Regions from separate parts of the Sus scrofa genome. Here region 2 is linked to region 1. A link is a contact called in public Hi-C data. All regions are on one chromosome and are shown on one strand. Each heading gives the region's core, a stretch centred on a gene start, on an enhancer-like site or on the middle of the called end of the contact. The rest is flanking DNA. Distances are from core to core; before and after follow the strand shown. Region 1 holds the start of ZNF703 (zinc finger protein 703). Region 2 has its middle 220 kb from the start of KCNU1.

What was found. A called contact is a pair of places that touch in the nucleus more often than the background predicts.
Region 2: a contact with region 1 is called in a Hi-C map of omental adipose tissue, with 2.2 times the contacts expected there. The contact joins the enhancer-like site here to the promoter of ZNF703 in region 1. A contact is called at or near these places in 8 of 47 Hi-C or Micro-C datasets (embryonic fibroblasts, fetal skeletal muscle, heart right ventricle and 5 more) and 2 of 2 datasets of contacts at active chromatin or transcription factors (alveolar macrophages and skeletal muscle).

The regions. Positions count from the first base shown.
Region 1 is chr15:48,692,554-48,699,317 of Sscrofa11.1, reverse strand. It overlaps ZNF703 (zinc finger protein 703), which reads left to right and starts at 2,679. Exons shown (of 2, transcript XM_003133370.5): 1 at 2,679-3,139; 2 at 4,121-6,764. The coding sequence starts at 2,897. The coding sequence ends at 5,653. LOC110256999 (a long non-coding RNA gene) reads right to left here and starts at 2,545. Exons shown (of 2, transcript XR_002339108.1): 1 at 2,414-2,545; 2 at 637-1,626.
Region 2 is chr15:49,218,326-49,225,089 of Sscrofa11.1, reverse strand. No RefSeq gene overlaps it. Among named protein-coding and RNA genes, the nearest start is that of KCNU1, 220 kb to the left of the region's middle. Within about 2 kb of position 4,184, at least 8 of the 83 cell types and tissues checked have an H3K27ac peak or open chromatin away from gene starts, as enhancers often do.

The DNA of each region.
Region 1 (6,764 bases), core at 1,430-3,929:
TGTGTTACTGCAGCTGTGGCGTAAGTAGGCAGCTGCAGCTCTGATTCGACCCCTAGCCTGTGAACTTCCATATGCCTCAGGTTTGGCTATAAAAAAGGGGGGGGGACTGGTTGTAATAACCATCTAGTGTCTCTTAATTAGGCCTCTGGCCTGGCTAAGTATGGTTTTCCATTTTCCCACCTAAGGTGACTGGATGGGTCCAGCCAAAGGGGCCCTGCTGCCCTCACCAGCACCCCAAAGGGAAGGGTGGCTCTACTCCCTTGCTAGCACTTTCCGGGAAGGGGCAGCAGGCCTGGTCTCCACCTCAGTGCTGTTTGACACCTCCTCTTCCTAGTGATCAGCTGTGAGCTAAGGGAGTGAGGATTTCTAAGGACAACATGTGACTACCTGAGCTGACTCCTCACCCTCCATCCTGAGCCTGGCCTTCCCATCCCCACCTCCTCCTTCCTCCCTTCCTTTCGTTCATTCCTAGGCCTCTTCTTCTCTTTTCCTCTCCAAATAGAGAGTAAATATTTTATCACCCTCCATTCTTCACCCCATTCCTGCTGCCTCCTGCCCCTCTAGTCCTTCCAAACTCCTAAATGCCTTTGTCTGTCTCCTCTCCCCTTTGTACCCAACTGATTCTCCATTAATCACTCCCAACACACATCTGCTTGGGCCCTAGCAGGAGTTCTTGGCTGGCACTCACAGCTGAGCTGGTTACAATCATCAAGAAGGGGTCTTTCATCTCTTCCTGTCTCCAAGGGTGCCCCTCTTCCCAGTTCCTCCTCTAAATGCCTACAAAGGCCCACCCTCTTCCATTCTCACTTCCTCTCTCTGCAGAGCAGTCTCCCAAAGGCCAAATGACCTCTAAGACTGAAGCAGCCCTGCAATGGACATTTAAAATTGGTGTTGGCAGTGGCAGGGACGTTAGAGTACTCAGAAGCTGGCACGAGAAGAGATGGGGGTGGGGAATAAGGACAACCACAATGAAATAAGTGGGCCCCCCCTCCTTCTGGTACCCCTCTTGCTGCAATATGGAATACATCACCCAGTCAGGACATCCCCTGGCATTCATTGTAACCTAATTTTACCAGGATGAAAGTTAGGGTAGGGAAAGCCTGTGTAATTTTTTAGAGGTCTATGCATACTGTCTAAAAAACAGACGCATCCAGGGAGTACATTCAGTTGAGCGTATGACGGATAGGGCCTGGGAGTGGTGCCTGCTGCCTCCTTTACGGAACATGATAAAGGTTCGTGATTGCTATTTGTTATTTCCATGACAGTTGTTTCATTCTGTTGGAAGGACCCCTTTGAAATCATCTATCCCCGTCTTGGTTCTCATGTGATCGCAGGGCGTTGATCAACGAGCAGCAGAGTCAGGGACGGGTAGTCCTGGAGCAATATGCCCCGAGTGACAGGCCTGACAATCGGAGTGATGGATTCGAGCTGGGAAAGTGGTACTCCAAGCGAGGCAGTGACACCAGCGCGCCTCCACTGGTCGCTGAGAGCACGGCGAAGTGGTCTCCCCGGAGGCCAGAGCACAAAGACCCAGGTTCACCTTCTGATCCGCAGGCAGGGAACCTTAATGATGTCGAGATTAGGTCTATGTAAAATCTCTGCCCGGTGCGAGGCTGGCAATGCAAACTTTATTAGAAAGGCACCAGGGGAAGGAGGTGGAGTAGAGGAGAATACTGTTATTTTTAATACAAAGTTTTTAACTCCGAAATTTCCCTGGGAAATTTACCCCCTCCCCAGCCCCGAGAGAAGAAAACATGTGGGGGACGCATCTCTAGAGTTTGTATCCGGGTGCAGCACTTAGATTCCCCCAACCCCCAAATAGCAGCAAGGCTCTGTGCCGTGAGAGAATTTTATGCCTCTAAGCAGGACATTGTAAGAAACCTGAAAACACACTCAAAAACATCGAACCTATAAATCTGTGCGCCGGCGGCGCGCACAACCTAGGGAACAGCGCCTTATCGCAATCATTTCACCCCCTAAGGGAGTCCTCAAACTTGCAGGCTTCGGACAGGACTGGCTCAAAGTTATTGGAGCGCTTTACCCCGCATCCCGAGAACCGCTGCTGCCTCCGGGTCTCGAGCGCTTCCAAATGAGCCCACCCGGGAGAAGCCAATTAGGGGAAGAGAGCTGGACCGGAGCGGAGCCGGAGCTGAGCCTGAGCAGAGCCTGAGCAGGGCCGCAGCAGAGCTGGGTTCCCGAGGCACGGCCCGCCCCCAGGCCGCCTCGGGGAGAGGCTTGGACCTGACTGTAAGAGAGCCAACGCCGGGAGCTCCTACCCCACCCCCACCCCAGTCCACCCCACCCCAAACACACACGGCCTGAGGGTGACTGCCCCCGCCAGCACCAACTCCCCGCGGTGCGAAGGGAGAGAGAACAGAGCGATAGGGAAGCTAGCGAAAGACAGGGCGCAGACCTTGGGGTCACGGAGAAGTCCCCTGCTCTCCGGGACCCCAGGGTAGGGGTGGCCCAGTTGGGGGGAGGGGAGGAGTGCGGAGAGTGGTAAAGGCCGAGGCGGGAGAGGCGCGCGCAGGCGAGGCCCCTTTAAGGCTCTCCCCGCCCACCGGCGGCGCCGGCCTCCGCCCGCCGCTCTCCCCGCCCCGGGGTCCCGGCGAGAGCTGCGATTGGGCGGCCGCGGCGATCCCTTTGAAGTGTGGCTGCCGATCGCGGCTATTTGACGTGCGGCTCGCGGAAGGCGAAGGTTTTTGTGTTGCTCGCCGGGAATAGCGGCGGCGGCGGCGGCTGCAGCGGCGGCGGTGGCGTCGGTGGAGGAGGGGTGGAGGCGCAGCGGCTGCTGCACCGCGCTTGGCGCTGCGGAGCGAGCCCACCCGCCGCGGGAGCTCGCCTCCCCGGTGCTCCCCCTCCCTCCCCGCCCCCCCAGTGGCGCTGCCTCCTCCAAATGAGCGATTCGCCCGCTGGATCTAACCCAAGGACACCCGAAAGCAGCGGCAGCGGTAGCGGCGGAGGCGGGAAGAGGCCGGCGGTGCCGGCGGCGGTGTCTCTCTTGCCCCCGGCGGACCCCCTGCGCCAGGCAAACCGGCTCCCCATCAGGGTCCTGAAGATGCTGAGCGCGCACACCGGCCACCTCCTGCATCCGGAGTACCTGCAGCCGCTGTCCTCCACTCCCGTCAGCCCCATTGAGGTCAGTCGACTGGTCGCTGCCAGTCCAGCGCCGGCCCCATTCCGCCCACCACTGCCGGGCCCACGGCCCTGCTCCCTGCGCCCTGGGGCTCGGTGCGACGCTCAGGTCCGGCCACACTGGCGGACGGTGTGAGAAGGGACGGAGAACAGAGGGATCAGAGCCCACACGGTTCTCCCTGGGCTTTTCCGGAAAGGTTCCCCTTCCACACTCGCCTTTCGGAGCTACATGTTTTCTCCCGGATTGGGTTTGCTCTTGGAGTCTCCACTGGGTCTTTTACTTTTCCTCGCCACCCAGTTTCCAGGCCGGAGAAGATCTCTCCTGGGCCTCTCCCGCCCACCTCTCTCTACCCGGGTTTGTTCTCTTTGAAGCCGGATCGGCCCGGTCCTGCTCCGCCTCTGTCCCATCCGGTTAGAGCGCACTACGCCCCGGCACTCCCGATCCCAGGTCTTTCTTCCTCCCACTTCCCTGGGTGCCCTCCCCGGGAGGGAGGGGCTACCAAGAGAGCGCCAACGGCAGCCCTAGCTTCAGAACGCGCTTTTCCCGGCTTCTACCCCGCGGCGCCACCGCCTGAAACCCGTCCTAAGCGAAGTTACCCAAACTGAAGCAATAAGTTTTTCCCTGGGCATAGACTAGGGGGAGATTCGAGGGCAGGGGGCGAGTTACAGGCCCTCCCTCAGCCCTGACTCCAGAGAAGTCACCTTTGGTAGACTACTTCCACTGCTCTTTTCCCGGGACCGGTGGCGCACTCCGGGGACACCGAGAGCGAGGGATCTCACCGGCCGGCAGGGTTAGCGCAGTTCCGCCCAGCAGCCCCGCCCTCGCTCTCCAGACCCTGTCCCCAAGGTCTTCTCGCCTCGTCCGCCGCCTCGTCGGCTCCCCTCGCCCCCCCCCCCAGCTTCCCAGGCACCCCACTTGTTCACTCTCCCGAGCGGTTTCTCGTCTCACCCCCCTTCTCCCTCCCCTTGCCGCTGTCTCCCACAGCTGGACGCCAAGAAGAGTCCTTTGGCGTTGCTGGCCCAGACTTGCTCGCAGATCGGCAAGCCGGACCCGCCGCCCTCGTCTAAGCTCAACTCGGTAGCGGCGGCCAACGGGCTGGGAGCAGAGAAGGACCCCAGCCGCTCCGCCTCCGGCGCCGCCTCCGCTTCTGCGGCTCTCAAGCAGCTGGGGGACTCCCCGGCCGAGGACAAGTCCAGCTTCAAGCCCTACTCCAAGGGCTCCGGAGGCGGCGACTCCCGCAAAGACAGCGGCTCCTCCTCCGTGTCCTCCACCTCCTCCTCCTCCTCCTTGTCCCCAGGAGACAAGGCGGGCTTCAGGGTCCCAAGCGCCGCCTGCACGCCCTTCCCCCCGCATGGAGCGCCGGTCTCCGCGTCCTCGTCCTCATCCTCCCCTGGTGGCTCTCGGGGCGGCTCCCCGCACCACTCTGACTGCAAGAACGGCGGCGCAGGCGGCAGCGGGGAGCTGGACAAGAAAGACCAGGAGCCCAAGCCCAGCCCGGAGCCTGCGGCCGTGAGCCGCGGCAACGGTGGGGAGCCGGGCGGGCACAGCGGCAGCGGCACGGAGGCCGGGGCCTCCGGGCGCAAGTCGGAGCCGCCCTCCGCGTTGGTGGGGGCCGGCCACGTGGCGCCGGTGTCGCCCTATAAGCCGGGCCACTCGGTGTTCCCGCTGCCACCCTCCAGCATCGGCTACCACGGCTCCATCGTGGGCGCCTACGCCGGCTACCCGTCTCAGTTCGTGCCTGGCCTGGATCCCAGCAAGTCCGGCCTCGTGGGAGGCCAGCTATCGGGGGGCCTGGGCCTGCCGCCGGGCAAGCCCCCCAGCTCCAGCCCGCTCACCGGGGCCTCCCCGCCCTCCTTCCTACAGGGATTATGCCGAGACCCCTACTGCCTGGGAGGCTACCACGGCGCCTCACACCTTGGAGGCTCCAGCTGCTCCACCTGCAGCGCACACGACCCGGCCGGGCCCGGTCTTAAAGCTGGGGGCTATCCGTTGGTGTACCCCGGGCACCCGCTACAGCCCGCCGCGCTCTCGTCCAGCGCCGCCCAGGCTGCGCTCCCCGGCCACCCGCTCTACACCTACGGCTTCATGCTGCAGAACGAACCGCTGCCGCACAGCTGCAACTGGGTGGCGGCCAGCGGGCCGTGCGACAAGCGCTTCGCCACCTCGGAGGAGCTGCTCAGCCACCTACGGACCCACACGGCCTTGCCCGGCGCGGAGAAACTTCTGGCCGCCTACCCTGGGGCCTCAGGCCTGGGCAGCGCCGCTGCGGCGGCTGCGGCCGCCGCCTCCTGCCATCTGCACCTCCCCCCGCCCACCGCCCCCGGCAGCCCCGGGTCGCTGTCTTTGCGGAGTCCACACACTTTGGGGCTAAGCCGGTACCACCCCTACGGCAAGAGCCACTTATCCACAGCTGGGGGCCTGGCCGTGCCGTCCCTTCCCACAGCCGGACCCTACTACTCACCGTACGCGCTGTACGGACAGAGACTGGCCTCAGCCTCCGCTCTCGGATACCAGTAACTACAGCCCTGCCTCTCTCCCCAGCCTCCCCTCCCTCCCCCACCTCCCCTCCCCCCCTACTCCCGCTGCAGCCTCCGCCACTGCTTATCCTTGCTGGATCCCCCCCCCAGACCCTCTTCCCCACCGGACTGTGTATTTATTTACTATAATGTTAGCTTACAAGCTGGGAATATAAGTGCATTAACGGCCCACACGAGTCAATGGTATGCAAAAAGTCTGTTTCCCTCTAAATAATAATATTAATTACACGAGTAACTACAGGTTCCCCCGCCCCTCTTCCTTTATTTTCTGCTTTTCTTTTTCTTAGATGTAAGTTTTATTTTTTTTTTCCTTTTGCCTGTTTTGTTTGTTTGTTTGTTTTTTGATTGGTTTGGTTTTCGGGGGAGGAGGGAGAGTGGGGTTCTTTTTGTTTTCCCTTCCTGGGGAATTCTTGCATGCTTCTTAACCGTTCCAACTACATTTCCTGCTTCTCTTTCCCCTTCATTCCTTCTTGTTTCCGTCCATTAGCGGTTCTGTTGTTGGTTTTTTGTTTGTTTTGTTTTGTTTTTTTCCTTTGTACAAGTAACAGAGAGGAGATATTTTTTGTAAGGCATTTGGGGGTGCAGGGAGCGGCCTTGGGAGCTGGAAGTCTTGCACCCTTGTAGACCCGGAACTCAGCTCTGTGACTCCTCCCCGCCCACTTTCTCCCCGCAGGATTCCTGAGCTGCACCCTCCCCACCACCACCCCCAATTAGAGTCTGGCTCCCCTGTCTTGCTCTGAGCAAGAGTCAGTGGCCCTAGAGGCCTTCTACAGAGCCTTCCCACTTCCAGACCCTTGCTGTCTCCAAACACCAGTGGTCACACTGCCTGCTGGTGGGGGACCTTGCAAGGACTCATCTTACTCAAGAAAAAGTCCTTAGAAGGCCCTGCTGGCATGAAACTTTGCTCTTTAGAGTTTGCGAAGTGCTTTTCTAGTCACTGTTTTTCTCTCGGTCATCGGCCCCTGTCCTGGTGGTAGGGGCTGGGTCAGTGATTCTTGCTAGATCCTTCCAAAGCAGACCCGTGGTAATATCGAGCTGGTGATACAAACTTGTTAGCTGTTGGGGGGGAAGGTGGGGGAGTCAGGGAGCAC
Region 2 (6,764 bases), core at 2,935-5,434, 520 kb before region 1:
TGGGGTCCTGCTGAGTCCTGCTGACTGAAGCATATTGGTTTACTTTGCACCTTCCTGCAGGACCTGCAAGAAAACCCACCTGAGCTCCACTGGGCTGCTCTCAGCTTGATTTAAACAAAAAAGTGTGCAAGTGTAAGTGGGTCTCTCTTTTTCTCTTCTCTCTCTATATGTGTATAAAAAGGACTGAGAAAGGAAGAAATGAGAGCTAAGAATATTTCTAAATGCAACATGTTACTTGGTTTCAATAAATTTGTTTTAATTATCTTCCATTATGTCCTTGCAAACCACCACCAAAAAAAAAAAAAAAAAAAAAGCTATCTAAGAGGTGAATTTGGTGTAAATTTATCCCAATCCAGTCCTTGAATAATTCACATTGTGGTAGGCTTAGGTCACCAACTATCAGAATATATTTTCCACATTGTCATATTTATTTTCTTGGCTTAAAAATAATTACATCTAGCAAGTATAGCACAGGGAACTCTACCCAATATTCAGGGATAATCTATATGGGAAAAGAATCTGATAAAGTGGGAGCAGCCCAAGAAATGGCAAAAAGACCAAAAAAAATAAAAGAATCTGATAGAAAATGGATGTTTGTATGTGTATAACTGAATCACTTTGTTGTATAGCAGAAATTATCCCAATATTGTAAATAAACTAGATTTGAATAAAGCTTTAAAAAAAAAGTATAGACGCTGGGAAAAATAAGTAAATGAAAGAATGTTTAAAAAAAAAAGTAATTATATCCACCCTAAATCACTATTCTCCTATTATGTCTTTAGTCTTCCTGCTCTGGAGTTGTTCAAACTAGGCCTCTGCTCATCACCAGCCTGGGCCCCAGGCTGGCTGGGGATTCTGCCTTTGGACACATAAAAGTCTACTACACATACAGCATCTTGTGAATCACGCTATTTTCCTGTATAACATCAAAATTATGGTAGCGTCACTATCTTATCTTTGGCAGGGGGGCCTTTTACCCTAATCATGCTGTTACCCAGTCCCTATTTTGGTGGTAATGATTTGATTCTAATGGACTGATGTCGGCCACAACCATGATATAAATAGATAAATGCACTTTGTCAATTTCTCAGTTCCTACAAAAGACAGGACACAAGCAAGAGCAAATTTTGGATGGGGAGACATGGTATCCACTTAGGCCCCTGGCCAAGGTCTTTCTAGAAGCATGAATCAGAGCCTACACATCAAGTTTAAATCTCTTTTTGCTAATGGCAAGATTACCTGCCTCCCCTTGTTGATGAAAGACGTCAATCATGAGGCCAGCCTGTGGGGATGCCAGACGGAGCTGTTCTCTTGAGGTAGATAACTCAGAAGTCCTGAGATCATCCAGAAAGAAAGGATGGGGCCAACTCTGCACTGGGGATCCCCCAGAAATCCCATGTCCATTTCAGGGGGGCAGGTAATAGACAATTACCAGCTCCCTTTTCCTTGCCAACAGTTTTCGGCCTCCTTTTCCTCAATCGTCGCCGCCCCAAAATGTTCCTTAATCCTGTAAAACACAAGACTTCATCACCTGCTCTGAGATGTGAAAATGCACAGAGCCCACTCTCACTCCAGCCCAATGGGATGCATGGCATGCTGCTTGGACTGCGTGTACAGCTGGCTAAACGTGGACATGTTCTCTGGTGTCAAACCTGCAGGTGTGGGCTTTTGGCTTAGCTTCTTTGGGGTTGATTTCTGATGATCATGCCCACTACCCAGCGGACAGGTGAAATACACATCGATGCTCTGATCTGAGCTTTAAGAAGTGGTCTGAGAAGTTCACTTTTTGAACAACCCAATCCTATTGACCAGGCAGCAATGCATCGATTTTCTGGCACCACCTGAATCAATCTGAATAAAACCATTGAGTGTCATGTAGAAACATGGCTGAAATCAGACATGTGGGATGAAATCCTTCTTTGCAACTCTAAAAGAAGATAAAACTCCTCAGATAGCGTCTCTGCCGAGGAGGTTATGCACAACAGCCTGCTTGCCTGCCTACCCTAACTCCCTGAATAGAATTCAACCTTGGTTCTAGTTTCATTCCTCAGGATCCCCTTCTTGACGTCACACTGAGCCCCCCAACAGAGTATTTGGGATTGCAATTGACCAAGACAGAGGACCAAAGACACAGGCCTGAGCTATCAAAAAATTTCTTTCTAGGAGATGATGAAATCCCTGTCCTCTAACTCAGGGGTCAAAGACAGATTGATTATCTTCTGAAGTGAAATTGATCCAACAGGATTTATATTAAATGGGGATTCTAAGCGAGTCCTGGCTAACACTGGTTGACCCACAACTACTTCCTAGCCTTATTTGCAACTGTTCCCTATGCCTTTCTACTCAGACAAAAGGGGAAGTGGAAGGTTATTCGGGCTCTTCCCTTCACCCAGCGGTGTGGTCATGTCCAATTCTACCCTTCCCCACTCATGCCCACTCCTTGGGCATCAATCACACACAAGTCCAGTTGATTGGGGGTCTCGTGTGATTTGGGTTTAGCGGGGTATTTCTAAGGACTCTCCTTCCTTGTGGCTCGGTTTTCTCACCCCAAAACTGAGATGATGGAATCCCATGCTCTCTAAGCTCCCTTCCTGCATTTGCCTGGTATGATTTTAATGATATCTGATGCTGGTTATTTGCACAGCACATGAACATCTTTTCAAGCAAATTTGTATCTATCACCTCTGTTGCTCCTTTTCTGTTGTTCTAGGGAAACCATCACTTCAGTCTCTTCAGAAGCACTGCCCTGTGAGACCAGATACCCAGAGTTCATCAGCCATAAAGAGGAAAGATGTTCACATGACTGTCACCATCATGCTGACCATTGGATCCTCAGCCAGTTCTAGACTCCCTGTGGCAGGCAGGGGTCCCCTCTCTGTGAGAGGTCACACCACCTGTCAGCATTTGGTGTGGAGAAGAACTCGCATACAGCAGTGAACTCGAACCATCTTGGGTTGAAAAGCAGAACTTCTCTTTCTTATAGTTCAGCTTTTATCAAGGCCTGAACAGGCAGCCAAAGCATTAAGGAAAGGGAAAAAAAGACCTTGGAAGGTTTTTGTACTTTTTGTTAAAAAAAAATATATATTATTTTTTTAAACACTACCAAAATCTCCTCCAAACACACAGACCCTACAGTATCCCTATTAAATTATATAGAGCGAGTCCAGCCCTTGACTGTCAGCGGGGCCCATCAGTCCTAATTTATCGCCCCAGGAAACACAGTACAATTATGGTAATAAATAATAATAGGATTCCGTACATGACAACATGAATGATGGAAGCTCTCAGAATTCATTTACATTGCTTTGTGTTGCAATCATCATGCCTCTAATGTAATGCCAAGCAAATGAGCCCCTTTGAATATTGTGCAATCTACTGCAAGTCAACTGGCACAAAACTCACTCAATAAATCATGTTCAAACACATGCCTGTAATGACAGGTAAATCAACAATGAAGTAATTGCATTTAATGTATTGAAATACTGGCCCCAAAAACAGTGACCTCAAAGTGACTTTTTATAAAAGGTATGATAGAGTTGCTACAGGGAGTAAGCTTCTTCTAAGAGGCACTGCTTTGCTTAGATGCACAGGCCAAAAGCCAGAGTGCTGTCCCCCTCCACACACAGTCCTTGATTTATCACCTTCTCTGAGCAGCAATTTGGGGACAAGGCTGCCGGAGGCTTCAGAGGGGCGTTCAGGAGGCTGAACGCAAAAGTCACAGGTGAGGATGGAGCTCAGTCTCTGGCTGTCCCCTACTCCCATCTTTGTAGCTGATGCAGGAGGGAGCCTGATGGGGAGAAAAGAGCACGAGGCTGGGAGTCGGGAGAGCTGCATCCGGGCCCCAGCTCCAGTGTACATGAAATCACCATCCATCTCTCGCCAAGTCCCTTCATCTCTCAGCCCCTCATCTGTAAAATGAAGTGGTTGGGACTGTCATCTCTGAAATTCATGCAATTCTAATATTCTACGAAGCTCTGATTCTAATTAGAGGACTTCACTTTGAAGCAGGCAGAAAAAAGTCCCCCCCCCCACCTCCAATCCTGGAGTGTTGAAGGCCCTGGTTTGAACCGGCATGCATCTCTTCATCATTTCTGTGGGTGAGGCCAAGTGTATGTGCTTCTAATTTCTGTGAAACTTGGGCCTGCCCCTTTCTGGGCAAGCAGACAAGTCTGAAAATAGGGCCCCAGGGGCCGTGTGGATGGATAACAGACAACATTGAAATGACAACCCTCCCCACATCCCCCCATGCATCCAGCCCAGCTCCCCTTGTCCCAGAGACACCATCAAGAAGAGATGAAGCAGAGCCTTTGCAAAGCCAAAGGCCACTTCAGGAACTTTCCTGCTCTAGGGAAAAATGCGTTCTCTACTGAAAGGCTGCAGAGCCCTCCCCCCACTGACATCCATCCCTCTTTAGCCTTAACCCTCAGTCCCTTACTGTAGTCAGAGTTGATCGATCCTGAGGACCCCACGCTCTTGGAGATGAGGGAAAGTAGCAAGGTGTGCAGGAAGTTGCTTTCAATTCGGAGTGCGAAAATCTGGCACATAGTGTATCTGACACGTGACTGTCCCCAACTCTCCCAGCTCAGCTGCTTCATCTCTAAAATGATGCCAGTACATGGTGTGCACATCAGGAGATTGTGAGAAGGACAGTGTGACACACTCGTGAACAGGCTTTGTTAGTTGGAAAACAGGATGCTCAAGTCTCATTTGTCTGATTAATTGGGAGAAAAGAAAACTCGGAGATCAGGGAACGGCATTCTGCACTCAGACAAGGCTTCCTCTCACCCAGACGTCATCTTGTTCATTGATCTGTGTTGTCTTTGTCTGACTCTCCTCATGAGGGTGCAAACTAAGGTCAAGAAGGCTTGGAGGGTCTGATTCATAGTGATCGTGCGTCCCCAGCACCCAGAACAAAGTGAATCCATATTTATTGAATGAATGAGTGAGCAATACATTTTCTTTTTTAGCAGTGATCTTCAAGGTATTGTTATTTTTATTTATTTTTCTCAGTTTTAAAAGTTTTATTGAAGTCTAGTTGATTTATAAGGTTGTGATAATTTCTGCTGTGCAACAAGGTGATTCAGTTATACTCATAGAAATATCCATACTGTCCCAGATTCTTTTCCCATGTAGATTATCACAGAATATTAGACAGAGCTCTCCGTGTTATACAACAGGCAGGTCCCCATTGGCCAATCATTGCATATATCTCAGTATGTGTATGCCAGTGCCAAACCCCCAGCCCATCCCCCCCACTTGTCCACTTTGGTAACAAGTTAGTTTTCAAAGTCTGTGAATCTGTTTCTGTTCTACAAATCATTTGTATCCTTTTTAGATTCCACATATAAGTGATATAAAATGGGATTTGTCTTTCACTGTCTGACTTACTTCTCTAGGTCTTACTTCTCTCTAGACTTACGATCTATAGGTCCATCCATGTTGCTGTAAATGGCATGATTTCATTCTTTTTTATGGTTGAGTAATAATTCACTGTATGTGTGTTTTCAGGAAAAAATATTTGATGCTATCCTTCCCCAAACCCATAAATACAGTCTCCTGCTTCATTCACCTTCCCTGTTGGAGTGAGGCTGTTTGGCGGGAGATGGCTTCTTCAGCAATGGCCCCTTCTGCAAGGATGAAAATTGGGAAGACTTTTAAGCCCAGTGAGGTGCCTTCTGAGGCCAAAACTGGGCCACCATTTCCTGGACAACAACAATCCAGAAAAAGAAGGCCCACTTCAAAGCAGGAAGGGGTCAGGAAAGCTGGAAGGACCCACAAGCATTTCTGATTTTGAGGGATGGGGAGTTAAGGTCAATACAACCATCATCAGCCTTGGAGCTAACAAGTCCCCATTCTTAGGGCCTCCCATTCACAGGCCCTGTCCATCCTCTCCAGGATGCCATTCTGTCAAAGAGCCATGAAAGTGTTCCCAGATTTCTCCTGCTTTCTCCTTCCTAAAGCTGGCTCTTGCTCTCTTGAGAGCACCTGTCTCATATACCAGGCTAAATCAGGCAATGAGCAGCAGGCAGAACAGAAGAGCCATTAAACAGAACTGGTGGGTGGGAAGGCAAAACTGGGGGCTTAGAAGGAGACAGAAAGAAACAAAAAAATAAAACCCTCTAATTTTAGAAAATTGTTCCCAGTTGTAGGATATTAAATGTGTTCCCCAAAAAGGGGAACAGCAGGACTTGGAGGGACCCAGCTTCTCCATCCCACCTGATGATTAATGGGCTGGAAGCTTGGATCCCTGATGGTAAATACCTACTGTGTTGATCTTGGGGTTTCTGAACACTGAGCTGGATTCAGATTGTTTCTGGAAGCAGGTGGGCCTTTGGCAATCATGAGGAACCACGGCTCAAAGACTACCTTCTCCAACCCTGAGATTCCAACATCCTTTCAGAAAAAAAGCAATGAGGTCCTACTGGAACTCTATCCAATCTCTTGGGATAGAAAAAGATGGAATATAACATGAAAATATGTTTGTGCTAGTGGTTTTTCTCCATTTGTACATTTTAGAAAAAGAGTTGCATATGAGAGCAAACCAGCTATCCCAGTGGAGAGAGAAAGATGGGGAGGGGAGCAAGATGGGGAAGGGGGTTTAAGAGGTATGAACTACTAGTTATAAAGCAAATGAGATACAAGGATGTCATGTGCAGCACAGGGAATACTGCCAATATTTTATAATAACTTTATGTCAAGTATAATCTATAAAAATATTGAATCACTATGTTTACCACCTGAAACTAATAGTGTAAATCAACTAT